Regions from separate parts of the Hordeum vulgare genome. Here all the other regions are linked to region 2. The links are chromatin contacts, called in public Hi-C maps. All regions are on one chromosome and are shown on one strand. The core of a region is the stretch at or near the end of the contact, and the rest is flanking DNA. Distances in the headings are between cores, read along the strand shown.

Region 1 (2,749 bases), core at 108-2,607, 130 kb before region 2:
ATCCCATATCTAAGCTAACCTCTGCCCGACGACGATGATTCTCAAGCCCAAGCGGCATGACATGCCAGGCAGACGGACAGAATGACAGAGCAGCACTATAAGGAATATGCAAACCAACAAAAACAAGAGAGGAATGATAATAAAGTGTGTCTGATATAAGCTTAACTGTTATTCTTAGGTGTTGGTTGGCTTTCGCGGGGGCCACGCCGCAACTTTGCAAGCAAGCTAGCTGCTATCCAGTACTGGATTTTATTTTTATTCTTTGAGTCAGATAGCTTCTTTTCCCCCTGGTGGTTAAGCAACCGTAGTTTTATGGGGTGGTACATACGTATACCTTACGTACGTATTGAGTACTGTACAACTTTTGTATGTCTGATGTGAAGCTTAGTTAGGTGTGCTACTATATGCTTGCTGCGGTCCTGCGGCTAGCTGCGCACGCTGGACCGTTGCCGAGGTATCACGGCTTCGATCGTGAATACGATCATTAGCAGATTATCAGTTAGTTAATCGCATAGTTTAAGGTAGGGAACTAATGGGCCGTCGTGCTCAAGCTATCTATTAACAGAATCTCTTAAGCTGCTGTTGTTCCGTCATAATCGCACTGTTCGTATGTGAGGCGTATGCGGTGGACCATGCCTCACATGGCCTTGCCAGTGGCCACAGTGCAACAATGAATGAATGGCCGGCCCCACAGGGATATGGCGCATTAAGTTGTTTCTCGGAGGTGCCATCGCAGTAGCACACGTACTCAGAAAGCTCCTTGGTTAATTAATTCACTATTAATCAAAGGAAGCTAAACAAAGTTGGAATACTGTGTGTATTAACTGTGATTTGACAGGAAGAAATGTATGTCGCAATCGGATAAACTTCTCTGCGGGAACGTGAACGCGTACGCTTGAGTTTGGGGTGGTGGGTTTTTACCGTAGAGCGTCGTGCTCTACCCGTGACCTTGTCAAGAAATTTCTACCCTATAATGAGGAGAGACGTGCGCCGGCATACCGTACTCGACACGTGCACCCACGCAGAGCTACGTATTTCCAGTAGGATACATTTTCTCTGAAATGAAAATAAAACGAACCATGATTATTATTTTTGCAAGTAAATGTACTAATACTACGAATTAACCGCATCGGATCGTACCATCGTGGTTTATAAAAATATATTTTGGTGAATTCTGTCGAGGATCACATGTTGTGCGCCCCTCCACCGGGTTCTGCATCTTGGCTGCCAAAATCCACGTAGCCAGCCGGACAAAGGATAGTGTAGCCAACTAGCCACGTCGATCCACCCATCCACCTGCTCGTGTCCCGTGGGCTCCGGGCCACGTGGGCGGGCCGGTGTGCCACGCGGACGGGTCGGAAAGCCGGGGCTCTCGTCCTCACGCGTTGTCGTTTCTACCGTGCCACATGTGCCTACGTGTGGCTTGGAGCCAGTAGCTTCACACCGAAGAAAAATGATCTACAGTACATATTTATTTACAATTTCCTCATCGTACACTCGTGCACAAGACACGTATCCGGTTTCGAGACTCAACACAAGAATATTGCCCTACTATATGACATTTTCTTTCGAATTTTAATGGTGGTATCCTTAACTGCGGTGCCGACTTGGTCGATACTCGGTAGATCTCAACGTCTACATCAGAGTTAGTAGATATTTCCACGGGAAAACATAGAGTAATTTGGATATTTTTGTGTCGTCATGTCACGGTCGTGCGTTGCGGCAACCACTAAGCCGTTGCTTAGACTAATACCAATATCTTGGGTCCAGTCGACGGCAGGGTAGATAAAAAGTACAGGCAATTTGAACGTAAAAAACGTATCTTCGTTCCTGCACCAGGGCCAGCACTGCTGATTTGTTGGTGCGAACACAGGGGGGCTAGGCCAGATGCATGATACGGTGGCACATGCGGTTGTTTCCTGCTCGTTTGAGAAGATGAAGAAGAAAGACAAAACCTGCCTATGGGTAGCAGTGGCATGGATTGATCTGATCTCTGACGTGAATCTCTGTCCCTCGTTCGTCCCGCTCTGTTTTCTTTCTGTAGCCGGATTACTAGGCCGGACCCCGAATTCAGCCTCCGGGGCCAGATCGTATCCTATCCTCACGCCAACGAATCAAATCCCTATCCTGTTGGCCCCAATCACTGCTAGCACAGTTCATCCGTCTCCCTGCACCCCAAATCCTCCGGGTTTATTCTTCGGTTGAGAGATTTCTCGCCTCGACGATCCGGACCCAAGGTCAGATCGGAGAAGACCGCTGTTGTTGCGTTCGGTTAAGCAACGCAACACAACACAACACAACAGAGAACGTCACGCGTGGAACGGCGCCACCACCTTTCCTTGCGATCGGCAGAAAGAAGAAGAGAATCGACCCATGCAGTAACAGGCGACGAGACGGTAAACAGTGGCACTTGTCACTCGTCCGCGGCCGCGGGTCGCGGTCGGGGGTCTCCGCCGGCCAAGCGCGCGACGTTTCGTAACGTGCGAGTACGTGCCGACGGGTGTCGCCGCCGGTGTGAACTGTGGGGCGTCTGCGTGGTGAACGCACAGTGCTCGGCGGCGTCGGCGGCCTGGTGAATGCACGCCGCGGGCTTGGGTTGTGTCTTACTTTACGGAGAAAACAACATCGCTGTTGATTTATACCCTTCATGCCACACTGCGTCCGACACGTGATTTCTGCTGCTTCTTTTCTTATTTGAGGTCGTAATCAGTATGAAAACATGAGTTTTTTTAACAATACATACACAAAC
Region 2 (2,973 bases), core at 280-2,779:
TTCTTCACTTTACAATATTTTTAGGGCTTCCCTCTACAATATTATCCAGTTCACAAATCAATCGTCTGGGTTAGGATCGATTTTGACTCCTACCTAACAATATGTGTAATTTCTTGTACATATCTTATATCTTCTACTCCCTCCGTTTCTAAATATAAGTCTTTGAAGAGATTCCAGTACAAGATTACATACGGATGTATATAGACATACTTTAGAGTGTAGATTTAACCATTTTGCTTCGTATGTAGTCACCTAATAAAATCTCTTAAAAGACTTATATCTAAGAACGAAGGGAGTATAAAGCTATGGTACGTCTTTAACGTATCTAAACCTGGGAATGGTTATTAGAAAACCGGGTCTAACGGTTCGGTTATTAATTTGGGTTTGATTGGTTTTGGTTTTATTGGATTGAGCTTTTTTAGTTTGGTTTTGGTTTGGGTATGTGAAGAAACCAGTTTGGGTATAGTTGGTTATGGGTTTAAACAGTTTGGTTATAAACGGTTATAAACTATGGATCCAAACCGGTTTCTAGGCATTGGTTATGTGCAATAACAAACTATGACCGAGAACGAATATCTTTGATTCGCATGCATGTTGTAACGCACTATATAATTATGTATTATTAGGAAATACCAAATAAAAATCGAAAGTATTTGCTTGTGATTTGGCTAAGCAATTTTGTTTCAATACACTTGTTAGTGAGCTATTCAAACATGGACTTTTTTTTTGCCTTTTGATGTGTGTTGACTTTATCTCAAGGATTATTTTGTTCTCAAACTGTTGTAGATGCACTTATACCTTTTCTATCTCATTTGCTTTTTAACTTGTCAATTTGTGTAATTATATATACATTAAAGCAAATCCATAGTTATGTATTGGTTATAAACCCACGGTTATTTATTGGGTTTAAGTTGGTTTGGGTGGAAAAAATAATGGGTTTAGTTTTGGTTGGGCTGAAAATGACATCAAATGGGTATGGTTTAAGTATGATTTTGAGAGATAAATGTAGGGTATGGTTCAAGTATGAAACCATTCTCAACTTTAAACGTACCCTGAAAGAAAAAACCCAAATCAGCCGGCTATAATAAGATAAACAAAGATACGATAAAGTAGAGCCGACACACAACGCTGTGATCAGATCAGTACACCATTTATTATACCCAGTGGGATCATTCCTCCGATGGAAACAGGTATTCATAGCAGGATACTACACCAAACGGATATTTTCCCTTTCCCCCCTCTTCCTCCCTCCCCAAGAGGGAGGATATTTTTCCTCCGCTGGAACCCCCGCAGAAAAAGAACCATTTTAGTCGGACGCATCGAATCCAGCGGCGAACAGGAACCGGCCAGCCAGGCGGCAGGGCCCACGCGCCACGGTGCGTGACACGGACCCGCCGACGGCGTGGCCCACTCCACCTCCCGTCCGGCTCCTCCTCCCCCTCGCTGGCCGCGCCCCCCCTCCCCGCCTGGGGTATATAACCCCGCCCGCGACACACGCCCACGCACCGCCCCCACACACGCGCCACCGCAGACGCAACCCGCGGCACGGCCCGGCCCGGAACCAACCTACCGAACGACGCACGCCACCGCACCGCACCGCGCCCTTTCCGCCGCCGCCGTGCCCTCCGTTCCGCGGCTCCGGCCGGCCGTCGTGGGCCCCCACGGGCTACGCGGGGATCGCACGCGCGCGGGGGGAGGCCGAGGGGCAGGGGCAGGGGTGCGCGGCCGGCGACGCGTGGGGGGTGCGGCTGGAGGCGGAGGAGGGAGGGGATGGAGAAGTACGAGGCGGTGCGGGACATCGGGTCGGGCAACTTCGGGGTGGCGCGGCTGATGCGCAACCGCGAGACCCGCGAGCTCGTCGCCGTCAAGTGCATCGAGCGCGGACACCGGGTTCGTTCGCTTGTCTCCTTCCCCTCCCTCGTCCTCTCCGCTTATTTATTTTTGTCTGTGCTATACATACATGGGGGGAGTAATTGGGGCTGGCCGGCTTTGCTCGTTCGGTGGGAGGTGGATTGATTAATTGCCGTTTTGGGGGATCTGTGCACTGCAGATTGACGAGAATGTCTACAGGGAGATCATCAACCACCGCTCGCTGCGCCACCCCAACATCATCCGCTTCAAGGAGGTTCGTGGAAAAAATCGTCGACATGGCACAATTATTTTCCTCTGTTTTTTTAAACATATTTTTTTGCGTTTCTCGATGCAAATCGTTGCAAGGTTACGGGTAGGAATGGTGCGGATGATGGTTTTCTTTTTTCCTGTAAAAAAATTCTCTTAACTGCATGTAGTGAGGAATCTTTTGATTGCTACCTAATCTTTGATACTTCCCTTCCTGATTTCGCTTTACGCAAGCCACTTGTATATTTGTGTGATTTGGGGAATGGATTCGCATGTTACAGATGCATGTCGTTGAGAGACACCTTCTCCGTGGCAATTATTCACCTGAAACATAAAGGCATGCGCATCTTTCTGTTTGCATTGTAACAGCACAAACTTTTAATGGAAGAAGGAATCAGATTGTGCTTTTAGCTTTATTTACTACTAGTTCCTTATCACAGCCACACACATGATTTTAATTGTTCCGGGGGGAATTCTCCAGGTGGTACTGACGCCAACAAATCTTATGATTGTCATGGAGTTCGCAGCAGGTGGGGAGCTGTTTGAGCGGATCTGTGATCGCGGGCGGTTCAGTGAGGATGAGGTCTCGTGATTTATTCCTGACTTTTATAATCTTATTATTTTCGATTCGGGTGGAAGAGCAATATTTAATCTGGTTTTGCTTCACACAGGCAAGGTATTTCTTTCAGCAGTTGATCTGTGGTGTGAGCTACTGCCATCACATGGTATGAACACACAAGCAAGAGTATCGTTAATACTAATAGTTTACATTCAAATCAGCAACCCATTTTCCTCAAGCACAAATGACTACTGTACCTACTGTTTCAACTTTCAAGTTTCTTTTATCTTTCACGG
Region 3 (2,713 bases), core at 125-2,624, 230 kb before region 2:
AAAGCGTGATTACAATGTACCATGTACTCTTCTGTACTAAAGTATTATATAGTGTAAAAAAATTCTTATATTTTGATAGAGGGAGTAGACACCAAATGTCAGGAAAAAATATAAGTACATTGTAAAATGAAAATAGCTAATAAATAACAGAGTACACATTTTAATAGTAATATTGGCTAAAAAAATATTCTGTACTAAAGTATTATAGTGTAAGAAAATTCTTATACTGTTTCAGGAAAAAATATAAGTACATTGTAAAATGAAAATAGCTAATAAATAACAGAGTACACATTTAAATAGTAATATTGGCTAAAAAAATCTTTCAAAAAATTAAGGTCTCGCCGGGATTCGAACCCAGGTCGCCAGATTCAAAGTCTGGAGTGCTAACCACTACACTACGAAACCATTTGATGTACTAATTTCCTGGTGATTCTATTTCTAGGTATATAAATTTAAGACAAAAGAAAAAAAGGAGGTCTCGCCGGGATTCGAACCCAGGTCGCCAGATTCAAAGTCTGGAGTGCTAACCACTACACTACGAAACCATTTGATGTGTGCTCTGCTCCGGTAGCCTTATTTATCCTATAAATAGAATAATTTCCTTTCTGTTAAGCTCCTTTTGAGTAGGGAATATCCGACGAATACAGCTTCCTTTTTTTTTTCCATTTCATTTTAGGCAAGGACTCCATTGCCATCACCTACCACTCTCCGGCTATCCTAGGACCGAAGCGGCGCTCAATGTGTTACACCGTTGGATATTGTCATGACGGATGTGAAACGCCAGTATCGTCTTCGTGGCCGAGGTCACGCCACAACGGGAGAATGCCACCGCTATGGCGAAGATGCGGAGTAGACTGAGTTCGTCGGACCTCGCGCGAAGATTCGGAGGCTGGAAATTCGGTTTGCTGATTTCCACCAGGCCACCACCAAAAAGGAATTACTAGCTCAGCGACGCATGGCGCTTCCGCTACCAGAAACGAAAGCCATGCCCAATCACAGTCCACTTCGCTACACTCCAACGTGGTACGCTACAAGTTTACTAGACAACATACCAGTGGCCTCCCACACGCGTGGCGCCGCTGCAGCCTGGCCCTGCAGCACTTTTCAGTGAGGCGAGTGCAGCAGCGTACCAACCACCTGCTACTGCTAGCCCGTCTGCTACTAGTGCCCCGTCAGCTTGGATCGATCGCACGAACCGTATCAGCTCGGAGGCCACTGGTCGGATACGGGGAAACGTGGTCTCTCGGGCGCCCTTCGCGCACCCTATCCTCGCCCACGCCGCTCGCCAATCGCGCGCCCCCGCAGCGCCACACGTACGCCCGGGAACACCCCGCGCGATCTCATAAAACGTGGCCGCGCGGCCGCAGAGCAGAGTCCCCCAGGCTATAGAACCCTCACAGCCACAGCCACAGCCACAGCCACAGACGAAGCGCGAAGCGATATCGTCGCGAGTGGGAGTCTAGCAGGCGGCCATGGCACAGTCGATGCTCATGTCCGGCGTCAACGGCGTGGCCTCCGGCAGGAGCCTGCTGCAGGCGGCCAGGCCGTCGTCGGCGTCCACGCCCTTCTCGCGGCTCGCGCTCTCCTCCTCCTCGGCGGCCTACTACAAGCACATGCCGTCCCTCTCCGTCCGGACCATGGCCCTGTTCGGCAAGTCCAAGACCAAGGCCGCGCCGGCCAAGAAGGTCAGCTCGCGCCTGGGCCTTACATGTTCATTGCCACCAATGCAGGTCTGGTGATGTCTTCCTCTCCTTGTAGTTGTCTGACGGCGTTGTGTTTTGATTATATATGTATAGGTCGTTGCGCCCAAGCCCAAGACGGAGGACGGCATCTTCGGCACGTCCGGCGGGATCGGTTTCACCAAGGAGAACGAGCTCTTCGTCGGCCGTGTTGCCATGATTGGCTTCGCCGTGAGTACCCCTGCGCCGTAATTTAATTACCATGCATCAACGTCTTTTATATATGTGCATGTGGACCAATCCAAGGCAATTCCAAGGGTAGAATAAGAACATAATTAACTAGCTGCTCAACATATTAAGTTATAGCAATCTGGTTTGCGTTGCCACAGGATGACATGTATATATGTCCCCGTACGTGGTAAGTTGATGATGAGCTCGTACTATCCAGTTCAAACAGAAAAATAGTTAAAGATAAATTAGAAACTGACCGAGGGGGAAATCTACGCACATATATACTATGAAATGATGTTAAAAGCTTATTCAAATGCTTAAAAAGATCAGAAAACACCATTTTCATTAATACTCCCTCCGTCCCAAAATAAGTGTCTTAAACTTAGTACAAATTTATACTAGAGCTAGTACAAAGTTAAGACAGCTATTTTGGGACAGGGGGAGTATCAATGAAAATGGTGTTTTTCTAGGATACTATAACGGCGTAGACTACTATAACCTACCTCAGTATATCATGTTTTGGTTTTGCACAGGGCATAAAAAATGTCCTACATTTTGTTACGGAGGTAGTAATAAATATATGTGGATTTGCTATAATAGTGTAGCATTTAAACTACCCAAATATTTCAAATCAAAAGTGTTCAATAGTTCAAAGAAAGTTATACATAACTTATAATATGTTTTGTAATTATTTAACTTGTTTCTAAAATTTCAGTTTTTGTCCCAAATTTTCATAAAACAAAATAGTACCGCAAATTTAGTCTATAGATTATACTACTACTCTAGAATGAGATAGGGCTGAG

The links. A called contact is a pair of places that touch in the nucleus more often than the background predicts.
Region 1: a contact with region 2 is called in a Hi-C map of leaf, with 2.7 times the contacts expected there. The contact joins the enhancer-like site here to the promoter of LOC123444784 in region 2. A contact is called at or near these places in 3 of 6 Hi-C or Micro-C datasets (leaf and seedling).
Region 3: a contact with region 2 is called in a Hi-C map of seedling, with 6 times the contacts expected there. The contact joins the promoter of LOC123444787 here to the promoter of LOC123444784 in region 2. A contact is called at or near these places in 2 of 6 Hi-C or Micro-C datasets (leaf and seedling).

Annotation. Positions count from the first base shown.
Region 1 is chr3H:536,100,514-536,103,262 of MorexV3_pseudomolecules_assembly, reverse strand. No RefSeq gene overlaps it. Among protein-coding and RNA genes, the nearest start is that of LOC123444787, 96 kb to the left of the region's middle. Within about 2 kb of position 1,357, at least 3 of the 3 cell types and tissues checked have open chromatin away from gene starts, as enhancers often do. A contact at or near this core is called in leaf and seedling, where this site is marked.
Region 2 is chr3H:535,969,368-535,972,340 of MorexV3_pseudomolecules_assembly, reverse strand. LOC123444784 (serine/threonine-protein kinase SAPK4) reads left to right here and starts at 1,529. Exons shown (of 9, transcript XM_045121626.1): 1 at 1,529-1,890; 2 at 2,051-2,125; 3 at 2,600-2,701; 4 at 2,790-2,843. The coding sequence starts at 1,771.
Region 3 is chr3H:536,196,983-536,199,695 of MorexV3_pseudomolecules_assembly, reverse strand. It overlaps LOC123444787 (photosystem II 22 kDa protein 1, chloroplastic), which reads left to right and starts at 1,374. Exons shown (of 4, transcript XM_045121630.1): 1 at 1,374-1,685; 2 at 1,797-1,910. The coding sequence starts at 1,473. TRNAQ-UUG (a tRNA gene) reads right to left here and starts at 545; the gene lies at 474-545. TRNAQ-UUG (a tRNA gene) reads right to left here and starts at 405; the gene lies at 334-405.